2 separate regions of the Hordeum vulgare genome follow, and region 2 is linked to region 1. The links are chromatin contacts, called in public Hi-C maps. All regions are on one chromosome and are shown on one strand. Each heading gives the region's core, a stretch centred on a gene start, on an enhancer-like site or on the middle of the called end of the contact. The rest is flanking DNA. Distances are from core to core; before and after follow the strand shown.

What was found. Hi-C and Micro-C count contacts between places; a contact is called where the count stands out from the background.
Region 2: a contact with region 1 is called in a Hi-C map of leaf, with 4 times the contacts expected there. The contact joins the enhancer-like site here to the promoter of LOC123444261 in region 1. A contact is called at or near these places in 3 of 6 Hi-C or Micro-C datasets (leaf and seedling).

What each region holds. Positions count from the first base shown.
Region 1 is chr3H:460,995,038-461,002,219 of MorexV3_pseudomolecules_assembly, forward strand. LOC123444261 (KRR1 small subunit processome component homolog) reads left to right here and starts at 3,976. Exons shown (of 12, transcript XM_045120927.1): 1 at 3,976-4,295; 2 at 4,412-4,488; 3 at 4,590-4,700; 4 at 4,935-5,003; 5 at 6,305-6,361; 6 at 6,445-6,483; 7 at 6,600-6,704; 8 at 6,783-6,865; 9 at 6,957-7,038. The coding sequence starts at 4,091. It overlaps LOC123444260 (protein phosphatase 2C 50-like), which reads left to right. Exons shown (of 4, transcript XM_045120926.1): 4 at 1,013-1,696. The coding sequence ends at 1,353.
Region 2 is chr3H:461,174,127-461,181,308 of MorexV3_pseudomolecules_assembly, forward strand. It overlaps LOC123444262 (myosin-17-like), which reads right to left. Exons shown (of 51, transcript XM_045120939.1): 42 at 6,912-7,097; 43 at 6,184-6,528; 44 at 5,962-6,093; 45 at 5,809-5,879; 46 at 5,633-5,732; 47 at 5,509-5,565; 48 at 5,362-5,418; 49 at 5,172-5,252; 50 at 4,820-4,902; 51 at 4,230-4,727. The coding sequence ends at 4,604. Among protein-coding and RNA genes, the nearest start is that of LOC123444262, 39 kb to the right of the region's middle. Within about 2 kb of position 3,980, at least 2 of the 3 cell types and tissues checked have open chromatin away from gene starts, as enhancers often do. A contact at or near this core is called in leaf, where this site is marked.

The DNA of each region.
Region 1 (7,182 bases), core at 2,726-5,225:
AGACCTGTTCAGCATATATGGCGCCGATTTATTCGGTTCGGCCAAACATCCGTAGCAGTAGATAGTTGTAGGTCTATGGCCATATCAGCTTATTTGCTGCATATGTTTGGGATGTCAGTAAGTGATGATATGTGAACTACGAGAGCCTATATCAAACCATCAATCATCGGGCTGCCAAAAAGAATAAAAGCAAGTTACCATTATCTTAATATTTTGCAATACTCTCAAGTCTTTGGTGTTGAGCCATTATGTCAAACATCCAGCGGTATTGAATTGTGCAGAATTGAACTGAATCTGTGCCATAATTTCCATCATAATTCTTAGTTGGATTTTTTTCTTTACAAACTACGTAGGCATGTATATGCATTTTATTATGAGGTCAGATGTTTCTTTAAGATGGCATTCTAATTTATGAGATCACAAGCTGTCACAATATTACATAGGCTCATTTCAGGCAGTAAATTATAACCATAAAGAAATGCTCTGTTTCATATACTAGCAACTTGCAACTGCTGCCACCAGCATGTTTTCATTGTGGAAAAACCATGTTTAAGATTAGTCTGTGTTCCTCGATTATGTTTTGGTTCCTTTCCTAGAAAAATTCAGGGACGGGGATCAAGTTGTCAGTGAATTTAAATATGATCTTGTAAAAGTATTCGGATTAGGATGCTGATGTGCTTAAGGAGGCAAAAGTAAAAAAGCCCCCTTATTGAAGGAACAAAGGTACCCTGTATACTTATGCTGCTACTCGTGCAAGTGACTCTGGCAGTTGTGAATTTGTGACCATGGTTAATACTGGATATTAGTTGCACTTGTTAGTTTGTTATAGCTGTTACACCGTGAATACTTTTACTTTTTAAACTTGGACAAAACTCTTTTCTTTCTGTTCATATGAAATTTAATTGAAAGCAGTTAAACTAGCAATTACTCTGTGCATGGGCAGCATCAGTCAGAAGCTTCTTATGGTTTATTAACTTTAAGCAGAAATGGCCGATCACCTATCTACTTGCAGGTGACCGATACCTGAAACCATTTCTGATTCCAAAGCCTGAAGTCAGCGTTGTTCCTCGGGCAAAAGATGATGACTGCCTCATTCTAGCAAGCGATGGTCTGTGGGATGTCATGTCGAATGAAGATGCCTGCAAAGTTGCCCGGCGACAGATCCTTCTGTGGTACAAGAATAATAACGACGGTGCAAATTCTGATGGAGGCAGCGAACCCACTATGAATCCTGCTGCAAAAGCAGCTGCGGATTGTCTCGTGAGGCTAGCCCTGATGAAAGGGAGCGGGGACAACATTAGTGTCATAGTTATCGACCTGAAATCAAGAAAGAAGCCCAAGGGCAAATCCTAACATGCCCGTAATTCACCTGACTAGCTGACCGTGTCTGCGACCGGAGTTTCGACTGCTAGTCTGCTTTCCTTGCAAGAACGGCACGCCTACTCTTTTGTTTTGTTTATTCAGTCGTCTGCAAGAGCTGTATGTACATATGCTGATAGGTCTACTTCCGATAATCTGATGTATGGGGTGTGTGTTGGCGTGTTTATGTGTACCCCCCTAGCCTTTTGGTTTTGGGCTGTTCACACTTGACTTCCGTCAGGTTCAGAACAGCCATGTAATGTAGTGGTATCTGCATAATAATTGAGCCTTCTCAAGGACTTATCAGCTAATTTGATCGTCGGAAGTTACATATGTAGCAGAAGATGTGCTTGCAGGTGTTGCCTTTCTCTGATCATCATATGTATGTACCTTTTGTCCAGATCATCAGATGAACATGGTGGATGTTGATGAAATGGTCCCGATCTTCTGCATGGTTACCCTCTAATATAAATGGCTGAATGTCTGACTGATATTGTTGCTTTATCTCCCTTTCAACGTATCGTACCTTATGTCCTTATTATGCAGTTTTGCACAAAACAGGTGTACAAAGCTACTTTCGTGGATGATGCTCGTACCTTCCTACAAGACTTGATGGCCAGCGATATTGTTGTGAACGATGGTTAGTTCTATGGCAAAAAAATATGCTTCAAAAAAATCTCTCACTCCTCTTTTTTTTTTAATAATAAATATGTATCTGTAAGTTTATTCAAACATGAGAATAGTTATAGGTACAATGCTTTGAATAAAAAATATAAAAGATAACAAAGTAGCTTCTACAACCACTAATTACAATGAAATTCCAGAGGCACACCTTGTTGGACGCAACAGTGACTTTGTGAAGTGAAGTCACGTTGCGCCTCAGCCCCCAACATCCAACACTCAAGATTTATTGGGGGGCATCCTCTGGCTCGTTCAAATACTGAATGTTGAACGCTTGCAAATTTCAATGCTACGTTGGTTATTTTTTCCTTCCCTGGTTGTTTCATACTTTCAATATTTTATACTTTTAAAATTTCAATGATATGCTATAGAGACACTGAATGCTAAATGCTTGCAAATTTCAATGTTATGTTGTTCATTTTTTTCCCTTGTCTAATGGGAGTGGTTTTTGCATTTTGCAACCGTTTCTGTTTTTCGTTTCATATTACATTCAGCGATGAAATAAATTTTGCGTGAAAATATTCAGGTTGGAGTTTCCAGTGCATCCTTGCAAGCTGAAAGCTATTAAGTATTGGTGTTTTTTTGACTTGCATGAATCCTGACTGTTATATCTAGAATGAGTGATGGACGTTGGGGGCTAAGGCGCAGCGTGACTTCACTTCACAAAGTCACTGAAGCTGCGTCCTATCTTGTCTGTGCCAATAATTTTTGAAAATGAATTTCTCCCAAAATTTTAAATAAAATACGGTAACTAAACCAGAGTAGTGACACTAGTCACACTACTACTAGTAGAGGTGTACAAATTTGATTATCGATAAATGTTTTAGAAGTTAATTTAGAAAAAAAGATAAATGTTTCAGAAGTGCAGCCTCTCGTTCCATGCATGGGACACACTATTCTGAGCAAAAATTAGCGTGTCGCTTATGTATTGGGCCCGAATGAGTTGTCAAATTTGTTAACTGAATCCACTACCTTTGCACACTGACTTTTCCCTCGAAGAAAGAGGGAGGGAGTGGCCTCTGCAAGTCCTAGTCAGGCGTGCCCGTTCCCGCTCAATATATCGGTCGCCGTCGATAGCCTGTGCGAATGGTTGACAGTTTGACACTTAATGCGTCATATCATTTTCTCTTGGAAGATCCTATTGGGCGCTCATTGTATCTAACAAGCAGCGCAGACTGTATCATTTTTTTTCTTTCTGAAAAAGCATATTTATGAAACATTTGCGAACAATTTTGAAACATGATTTATTTTCATTTTTGGAAGCGCGAGCAATTTTGGAAAATTATGAACATTTTATAAAATTTCATTTTTGGGAAAACAAACACTTCTGGAAATTCTGACCATTTTAATTTTATTTACGAACAACTTATGGAATTCCAACTTTTTTGTAAAATGCAATATTTTTTTCTGAAAATTTGTTCTTCTATTTTTTGAGAAAGTTTTCAATATCCGAACATTTTTTGTTTTTTAAAGCAGGTTTTAAAATTCCACACATTTTTTGAAAAATTCATACAGTTTTTGAATTGGAAGAAAAAGAGAGGAAAAAACCAGTAACTAAAAATAGAAAATATGGTTAGGGGAGCCCTAGGTGCGCCGCCGCTGCCACTGTCGTTCCGCTGCCTACATGGCGTCGTTCTTGTCGCTGTTGGTGTTCACTCTTTATCACACTTTCCTCCTCGTGTTCCTTCTCATCTCGTGACCTACATGCGCCACCGCAACCTCTGCTGTCTGCTCCGCGAAGGAGGAGCACGTTTTTATGAATTTTTTGAGCATAGTGAAGGAGTAGCACCTGAAAAGCAGAAGGAACGGATTTTCTCTTGAACGGATATATATCAGACAGCAAAGCCGGGCTTTTATTTTTCGAGCGGCGGGCCGAAACCCAGAAGGCCCAAGGCCCAAGCCCTCCCCACTCATTTAATCCCCCCTCACCCTCGTCCCCTCCCATCGGCGGCAACACAATCATCAACCCTAATTCGCAGCCTGGGCGCCACCGCCTCCTCGACCCCCTTTCCCTCGAAACCCACCTAAAATCCTAGCCCTGCCGGCCGCCATGGCGTCGGCGGGCGAAGCGAGCGCGGCGGCGGAAGCCACGGAGGGGAAGAACTGGCGGCGGAAGGGGAAGCACGAGAAGGAGAAGCCGTGGGACGATGACCCCACCATCGACCGCTGGACGGTGGAGAAGTTCGACCCCTCCTGGAACGAGGGCGGCCTGCTGGAAGTCAGCTCCTTCTCCACCCTCTTCCCCCAGTACCGAGGTGCCCAATCCCGTCCTCACCCTCACCTCACCCTCGTGCGATTCGTTGGGGGTTCGCTGTAGTTACCTGATCTGCTGAATCCGTGGATTGACACGGCTTGTTGTTTGGGGGTGCAGAGAAGTATCTGCAGGAGACGTGGCCGATCGTGAAGGGCGCGCTGAAGGAGTTTGGAGTCTCATGCGAGCTCAATCTGGTATGCCACTAGTCAGTAGTTACGGTTGTTTGGACCTTGGAGTGTTCTTGATTTGAAGTAGTGACACGATTCTGCTGTATTTATATTGATTTTGCGCATAGGTGGAGGGATCCATGACGGTTACCACCACCAGGAAGACCAAGGATCCCTACATTATTCTCAAGGCCAGGGACCTGATAAAACTCTTGTCACGAAGTGTCCCTGCACCCCAAGTATGCCTTGTTTCTGTTACCAAGCCCTTTAACTGTTATCCAGTTTCTGTCCTATGCTTATTGGAGGCTGTATTGAAATTGTGAGGGACAGTTGCTCATGGTGTTCATGTCCAATTGTTTCATTTGCCACATGTGATCTACTTGTGCGTGCACCTATTGTTATGTCACCAACACACCTTGACGCCTTGTTCCGGAGTGGTTTCATCCATGAACTTCTATTGTGTTTCCCTGCAGGCAATTAAAGTGCTCAATGATGAGATGAACTGTGATATTATCAAGATTGGTAGCATCATAAGAAACAAGGTACACTTTGTTTCATTGTTCAAGCTCAGCTATATACCTCTTGGTTCGTTTGAAGGGATTGCTTTGATTATATCTTGATTACATTAATACTCCGCTAGGAGAAACTTTGCAACGACAAGATTTGCATTGCCGAAAGTAAAATATGACGGTACCAATCACATAAAGATACCATAGAACCATTTTATGGTACCACTAATACTAGATAACTAAGGTTTGAACTCTACTAAAAAGTCAGTGTATAGTTTATATTTTTGTCTGTTCCATATTTGGTAGTTCATCTGTCCAAGCCTCTATTGTTCCCATGTTTATAGATTTAATGGTTGGGATTTCATTGTCATTCAGATGAATATATAAGTTACATACCCCTTTGTCACAGTCACATGTTGCACTTAGGGTGTGTTTGGTTTCTGTCACCAAGTGGAACAGCACGGTTCCGTTCCTAGGGCTGATTATCGTGTTTGGTTGATTTAAGGAACCGGAACCCACTCGTTCCTGGAATTGGCATATTCGCTGTTTATGCCGTTCCGCGCGGTCTCTCCAAATCGAGTGGACCACGCGGAACCGCTCCTCTTCCTCCCGTGACTGCATCTCATGTTCTCTCCTTTCCTTCCTTCCATGACCTCGGCGGGAGCACGCGCTGCCGCAGCCGCCGGGAGCTTGGGTCCGCGCAGGTTATGGCAAACTGCATCGCGCATCCTGGGAAGCTCCGCGCCATCGCGCTGGACGGAGTAGCTGCTCCCTGCGCTGGCCGTTGACCGTGGCTGAGCTCCCCGCGCTCACGCTTCTTCAGTTCTCTGCGATTTGTTTGTTCCAGAGCATGCTCAAGCCTTTGTTGCATGGATGGATTGATAGATAACTACTTTATTCAGCAACTTTTTTTACTGAAACCAATCCAATTGTAAGTGAGATGAAGAAATCCATCTCATTTCATCCCTCAAACCAAACATCAAAATATAACCATTCTATTCCTTTGAATTGAGTCTACCAAACACAAGGATGGAACCGACCCATTCCACTAGAATGGAACCATTGCATTCCATTCCACTTCGTTCCCGAAAGTTTCATGATTCCAAATATGCACACATTTGTTTTTTGTAAGCTAATATGGGGTTTCTTTCCTTTTTGTATTCCATTGTATTATGTAATTATTCTTATTATTAAGTTTGCACTGAGAATCATTTGTTTGTATTTGGCATCTGGACTTATTTGTTCTAGGTTGCCAATATTAATGAATTTATCTTTTAGTTTTGGCCAACTTCTTTTAGATGGTTTCAGTAAAACTAACAGCCTGCTATCCACAGGAAAGATTTGTCAAAAGGAGAGAGCGCCTTTTAGGCCCTAACCTGTCCACCCTTAAGGTAAATATCTCACATGGTTGCCGTCCTATGGATGAATCTCTTTTAGAACTACACCCCTTTTAACATGTTTTATGTTACTACAGGCTATTGAGATTTTAACTGGCTGCTACATCTTAGTTCAGGTGTGCTTAATTTCTTACCTTGTACTGCATCTAAAGTTACATTGTGGGTCCACCTCCTTTAACTCTGTATTTTGGTGTTATTAACCACCATTATTGTGTATTTTCCATCTTGAAAGGGAAATACTGTTGCTGCCATGGGTTCCTTTAAGGGACTGAAACAAGTCCGGAGGATTGTAGAGGATTGCATAAAGAACATAAAGCATCCAGTATACCACATTAAGGTGATTTGTTTTGCTTTTAGATATAATATCTGAAGGAATGTAAAATTAGTTCTTACGGAGTGTTACTAAACCAAGCAGGAACTCTTAATTAAACGTGAGCTGGCTAAAAATCCTGCCCTAGCCACTGAAAGTTGGGACAGGTTTCTCCCGAACTTTAAGAAGTAAGGAACTTGCATCATATTTCTGCTCGGAAGTTACTACCTCTAAAAGGTACATTGCGCATCTTACACCTCATTATCTGCTGTTCTCCAGAAAGAATGTCAAGCAAAAGAAGCCCAATACCAAGGAGAAGAAACAATACACACCCTTTCCGCCACCTCAGCAGCCTAGCAAGGTAAAGACAATTGTTTGTTTCACTCATTGCTTCCAGGGTTGTTGTACTGTTGGCCATACTGATCTCACCAGTTCATTCATGGGTTGTTAGGGCATGTACAATGGTTGATAAGATGGTTCTATCTTAGGTCTTGCATGTAATGTA
Region 2 (7,182 bases), core at 2,730-5,229, 180 kb after region 1:
ATGCACCATCCAACATCATGCGCGCCTCGGTGCTCGCCAGGATTCACGAGGAGGAGCTGGACATGCCTCGTCTGCGCCCAAGACCACACCCTACCGGTCGGCCACCCCCACCGCTAGCACATCTTTCGGCGCGCATGCAGGGCGCCCCTCGCCCACCTATGATGACCTAGGAGTTCGCGTAGGAGGGGCAACTGCGGGATCATCGGCGTGCACATGGCCTTTGTTTCAAGTGCGGCGACCGGTACTCTCGGGAGCATCCTTGCAAGCAACCTACACAACTGCTTACCATCCATGTGGGGTCCACGGTGAGGTCCTCACCGACGACGCGATGCATGCCTTGGAACTGTTGGATGAACCTCCTTCAGCCGTGCTGGAACAAGAATGTTGCATGCTCTCAACGCACACAGTTTCCAGGGCGATGCGCCGTGCACAATCCGTCTCCGCGCTCTAGTCGGCAACCAAGTCATGCTGATGCTAGTGGATTCAGGCAGCACGCATAGCTTCATCTCGGCATCCTTCATGTAAAGGATCGCAGCCAAACCAGCTCAGATGCCGCCGGTCGAGGTCCGGGGGGCAAGCGGTGAACGCCTCGTCTGCGACAAGCTCATTCCCGACGTCCAATGGTGGTTGCAAGGGCACACATTCACCACCGACATGCGCGTGCCCGAGCTCGGCGCCTATGAAAGAGTATTAGGCATGGACTGGCTTGAACAATTGAGCCTCATGACCTGCCACTGGCTCAACAAGAGACTGATGTTCGACCATCTGGGCGAAACAGTGACGATGTAAGGAGTTCAAAAAATGCAGTGCACACGCTTGAGCTGCTTGAGCCCAACCAGTTCAAGAAATGGCATGCAGGGAATGAAATCTGGTACATGGCGTTGATTGACAGACAACCACGCCAAGCGGAGCCACCCGACAAGCTTCCCGCAACCATCAAACAAGTCCTCGAGGAGTACAGTGATGTGTTCAAAGACCGCAAGACACTTCCCCCACACCGGCAGTATGATCACGCGGTCACCTTGGTCGAGGGCACACAGCCAGCAAACACAAGGCCGTATCGCTACTCACCGTTGCAGAAAAACAAAATCGAGCGCCAAGTGCAACAGATGCTCAAGTCTGGAGTGATTGAGAACAGTATGAGTCCTTTCGCCGCTCCGGACCTCTTCGTAAAGAAGAAAGACAGCTCATTGTGATTCTGTTTCAACTATCTCCGCCTCAATGACCTCACCGTGACGAACCGTTTCCTCCTGCCCATCATGGACGAGTTATTCGACGAGCTAGCCGGCTCGAAGTACTTCTCCAAGCTTGACTTACGTGTCGGCTATCATCGGATTCGCATGCACGCGGGCGACAAAGAGAGGACAGCCTTCAAGACGCACCACAGACACTTCCACTTTCGTGTCATGTTGTTCGTCCTGACAAATGCGCCGGCCATGTTCTAGTGCTTGATGAATCATATTTTCTACAAGCACGTCTGTCGCTTCATCATCATCTTCCTCGACGACATTTTGGTCTTCAACGAGACATTGGAAGAACACGAAGAGCACCTGCGTGCAGTCTTCGAGTTGCTTCGTCATCATCAGTTATACGCCAAGATATCCAAGTGCTCCTTCGCCATAGAGAGCGTTGACTACCTGGGCCATGTCATCTCGAGCGTTGGCGTCGCTACCGATGCAGAGAAGACTCAAGCCATGCTTAGCTGGCCTACACTCTCCACTTCAACCGAGTTGCACGACTTCATTAGCCTCACAACCTATTATCGCAAATTCGTTGCCTGATACGGCATCATCGCCAAGCCATTAACGGTGCTCCTGACAAAAAAGGGTTCAAGTGGAATGATCAAGCACAAGCCGCCTTCGAGCTCCTCAAGCGCGCCATAGCCAGCGCACCAGTCCTCTCGCTGCCGGACTTTGACAAGCACTTCAGCATTGAGACCGACGCTTGCGACACAGGCATTGGAGCCGTGCTCGTGCAAGATGGCCCTCCGGTGGCCTACTTCAGCAAGGCACTCGGGATTCGCAACCAAAAGTTGTCCGCTTACGAGAAGGAATTCCTTGAAGTGATGATGGTCGTGGACAAATGGCACGCCTACGTTCAACGTGGGAAGTTAACCATTGTCATGGATCACAAAAGCTTGTGCAACCTGAGGGATGAGCAATTTGAGACAGATCTGCGGGGCAAGGCCATGTCAAAGCTGGTGGGACTCTAGTTCAAGTTCTAGTATCGTCGCGGCGTCGATAATGGGGTAGCTGACGCTCTATCGCGCGTGGGCGCGGCTTTGGACCTGAGCGCTCTTTCGTTGTGCCAACCAACCTGGGTGCAGGAGGTGGCCAATTCTTACACCACAGGCGTCGATGCACAAGGGTTATTGTCTCACCTCGCCATCCACAACCTAGACGACGACGGATTCGAGCTGCACAAGGGCCTCATCCGCAAGCAGAACCGGCTTTGGATCGAAAACAATGCAGCTCTTCGCACTAAGCTCATCAGCGCCCTCCATGACAGCGCTGTCGGTGGGCATTCAGGTACCAGGACAACTTACCAACGCCTCAAAAAGCTATTTCTATGGACACAAATGAAAGAGGACATCGACACCTACGTCAAACAATGCGCCATTTGCCAACACGCCAAACAAGAGCATCATCGACAAGCAGGCTTGTTCGCGCCCCTGCCAGTGCCGGCAACACCCTGGCAGGACATGACGATGGACTTCGTGGAGGGCTTGCCCAAGTCCGAAGGATAAGGATATGACTCTATCATGGTCGCCATGGATTGCCTCACCAAGTTCATGCACTTCATCCCCCTACGACACCCATTCAATGCAGCGCAGGTGGCGCACGCGTTTTAGGATAAGATCGTCAAGCTCCACGGCATTCCCAAGTCCATCGTCTCCAACCGTGATCGCGTGTTCACGAGAACGCTCTCACGTGAGATGTACACCAAGGCCGGCACCAAGCTCCTCTACTCGACAACCTACCATCCGCAGATGGACGGGAAGAGCGGGCGCGTCAATCAATGCCTCGAGATGTACCTATGATGATCCATCCACGACACACCTCAACGCTCGCGTTGCTGGCTTCCAATGACGAAATTCTGGTACAATTCATCCTTCCATTCCGCCATCAACTGTACTCCATTCAAGGCCCACTACGGCGTCAAGCCAAACCTTGGTGGCATGCCTCTCTGGGACAACATGACGACGTCCACCCTCGACGCCGAGCACTGGGATTGGGGCGCGAACACTACGCGCCTGCAGGAGCAAATTCACCGTGCCCAGGGCTGTTTCAAGAAGCAGGCGGACCGCCATCGCACGGAGCACAGCTTCAAGGTGGGCGACTACGTGCTCCTCAAGCTGCGGCCCTACACCCAACTATACCCAAAACTAGCGACATCGAACCCGTGAAGGTCCTGGAGCGACGCATGGTCAAGCGGGGCAACAACGTCATCGTGCAACTACGGATCCGCTGGTTTTCTTCCTCCACAAGCACCACCTGGAAGGACTACGACACACTTCGACGATGTTTTCTTTCAACAATCATATGACAGGACCACGACGTGGACGAACAAAAGGATTCTGCAGTCCCTGTCGAGCCTGAAGAACCTGAAGAGGAGGCTTTCTTTGCAGAAGAGGGGAGTGTCACACCTTCATCCCACTCATAGGATGAAAAACTATGTACATGTAAGCCATGTGAATGGGGCCCACTGGTCAGATATGTGTGCGTATAAGTGTGGATGTAGACAAAAAAGACCAGACATGTTGTATGAGAGTGTGAATCCTCACCTGCTCCTCACCTACCTACCCTTCTTTGTATCGCATCTTCTTCCTTCGCAAAAAAATAAACCGAACTCAGATCTCATCCCCTTCTCCCCCTTTATCAATCCTCTGGATCAGCGGGTCGTTACAACATATGCCACACCGTTTATGGCGGCGAACAAAAATGCAGCACCGAGCGCAGCAACGCATCACTGGTGGGGGCACTTGCGAAAGCTCGAGCAAGAAACAGCAGGCGGGCCTGCTGCACCGTACACGAGAGAAGGGAAAGCAACGTGCAGGGCCCATGACAGGTGTCAGGCGACAGGGGCGGCTGGTTTCTGGTTTCTTTCAGAAATCAGACGGATGAAACTAAACGTTTCCCTTTAGATTAATACCCTCTTCAAGTGTAAGTCTAGCACAGAGGGAACTAGCTGAACAAATAATAAAGAATTTTAGTTGGAAGACACGAACAAGCCAACCACAATGCCATTATTCTATACCAGCAGAACGATGATATTCATTTTCTGTAACAATTTACAACACACGTACAGCTTCACTAATTACAGCAAAACTTTGCATTACTAAGCTTATACAGGGACTTTTGCCCTTGTCCCCTCGGTATACAAGCCCAACATAATCAAAAAGAAAACATGGCATGAAAAACTGGACACAAATTTACAATCAACGAACCAATCAATCGAAATCAAATACCTAAGCTCTCCTAGGAACTACTCCTCAATGGCTTGCTATCTGGTATAAAAAGAATCACGCATACTGTACAACCTACAAACAGGAACTCCTGATTTATCCACAGCTGCCGAAGGCTCCACGGTGAGAAAAAAATAACTATTCCCCTCTTTGCAATAAAAACGCAAAGCTTGGGTTTTCACGGACAAACGGTAGCAAGTCATCATCAGCAATCTCAATGATTGGCATTGTCTTTGTAATATCATCGAGTGAAAAAGGTATACTGCATTTGTGGAACGAAATGGTGAAACCATGAGCCATAAACATTAGGAGGCTTTAAGCTGAAAGTGCTTTTTTTTGTCAAATGTAACAAACCTAGAATCATCATCTAGCAGTATAGAGAAAGTCGTGACAGTATTTGCTTCCTCACGCGCTGCAGCTTTCAAGCTTGATGCGAACTATAAATAGATAAGCAGAAATCACATATCTTCATTTGTAAATGAAAAACAAATCAATATTGTAGTAAAGACCAAATAGTGTTTTTTTTTAAGTGGAGGTGGTGAGGGTTGCCACATAAGGACATCCAGAGGTCATGATATTACTCTCGCCCCAAGTGCACTCAAATTCAGAATCGCATGGTTAACTTCAGAGTTCAGATGAGATTTGGGGCTTAAGTGATGGTATGACCGCATTCGACCAAATAGTATATGAGGGTACATCATCTCACCTCTGCTGAAATAGTGTTTGTACCATTGACGTCATCCAAGTACATACCAACTATGCGCTCTAGCTGCTGTATGCTAAGGGCCTGAAAGAATTCATACAAATATTAGAAGTACAACTTATAGGGGTAAGGACTGGCAGTGGAGTCTTCCTTTCTTATTAAGAAAAGAATGTCAGTCAAATCAAATACTTACTTGGCACACATCAGCACGTATCTCTCTTAGTGTTCTCATTGGCTTTAGAGAAATCACCTGGCAAAAGAGAAGAGTAGGAACCAAATTTATTTGTGAATAAAACATTATTGGGGAATTAATATTCAGTAAGTAAAAAAGAATGCGCACCAAGAAATCAACAGCCTGTCTGATATGCTTCAATGCCTCCCAGACCGAACCTGCAAACTGCGTCAAATACAACAGATAAGTCAATAGCTTTGGAAAATCCATTTGAAAACGGGGAAGTGAATACCTCTCGAGTAGCATTATCAGACCAGTGTTTTAGCTCAGCTAGTCCAGCTTTGACATATTCCCCGTTGCTAAATGAACAGCACTCACGCCGCAAAAGGAGTCTGTTTCCAAGGGGAAGATCTTAAGAGAAGCTTATACATATGTGAGTGAATACATGAGGCTAGGACAAAGGTTAACCTGTTAAATAGCTGAACATCAATCAGTGAAAATATCTGTACGAACAACTTATGCACCAAAATTGATGGGACCTGCAAATTCAACCAGATAAGACAAAATGCATTCAGACAATTTTATGAACGGACACCATGGGTCCATGATCTTTGCACCTACATGGTTCGCCTTTAATATATCCAAATAGTTGGCTAGGACTTTCACGATGCTTAACCAATGTGCTAATTGGTTCTGTTGTCCCAAGCCATTTGTATTGCCTTTTGCCAGATTTGAGTGAGAAGAACGTGGATCCTGAAGAGATTCAACATTTAACTATCTTTAAATAGAAAAGGATGAAGCTTCTTTAATTTTCTTCCAAAAAATGAGAGCAAGTAACAGCACCTGGATGCACAATTCAAGTAAAGGGTTTAGTTCCTTCTTCACACTGTCGCTTATCATACCATAAACCTTCTCAATTAGATCCACAAGCTGCTGTTTAAAGAGCAAAGCTGGATATTTTGCTTCGACTTGGGGTAATCCAGTAGCTCCAACAACTGATTGCCCACCGAGATAAGCAAGCCCAGCATTTGAAGTTTGACTTGTATGAAATATCCTCTCAGATGAAAATCTTCGCCTTTGCGGGGTTGAGAGTGCGGTCCTAGTAGTTTTGAATGATCGTTGAAGGAGAACTGTTAATGCAGATAAGTTGGACAACCAATATGCCAATGTTCTCACATCATGTTCAGCCTTCAAGAAAGGTAAAGTCTGACATCAGGACAAGTAGCCAAACTCTACACCAACTGCATGAAGTGTAGTTTTGCAAGCAATATGAAAAGTTGTTGCTGTAGTTAATTTCCATATTTTCATGTTTTATCAATTATTCAAGGCACTCTGAGAGAACAAAGAACATGGATCCTAATCTTGCCAATTATTATTTTATGTACATGTTAGATGTTGCACAACAGAAAATTGGATAAATGAGATTAATTCCAATTCTGCTGCAATAGGGCATTCGATAAATGACATTCTCTCCTAGTTTATTGCAACAAGTAGAGGTTGTACTCCATGACATCGATGCTGCATTTAAATGAAGAAAGATGCTATTCGAATCCAAAGAAAGTGTGAGGAACCTCTATTGCAGAGTTTATAGCATTCAGAATTCTGTCAAATACACCAGTCTTCATGGCTTCAAATGATCTCCAGTGAAGAAGAGACTGGTATATAAGAAGAGTGGCAACAGGCTTGCTCCCAGAAAATCCAAGATATTGTGGAATGCAAGTAAGTAACCACTGCTGGTCATCTTGGGGCTGCTGGGGCTGCAGAGACTTCCAAAAAGTAACAAATGATCATCTCAAAAGTAGGTTAACAGTTCAACTGAACACTGAGAATCAGCATCAAATT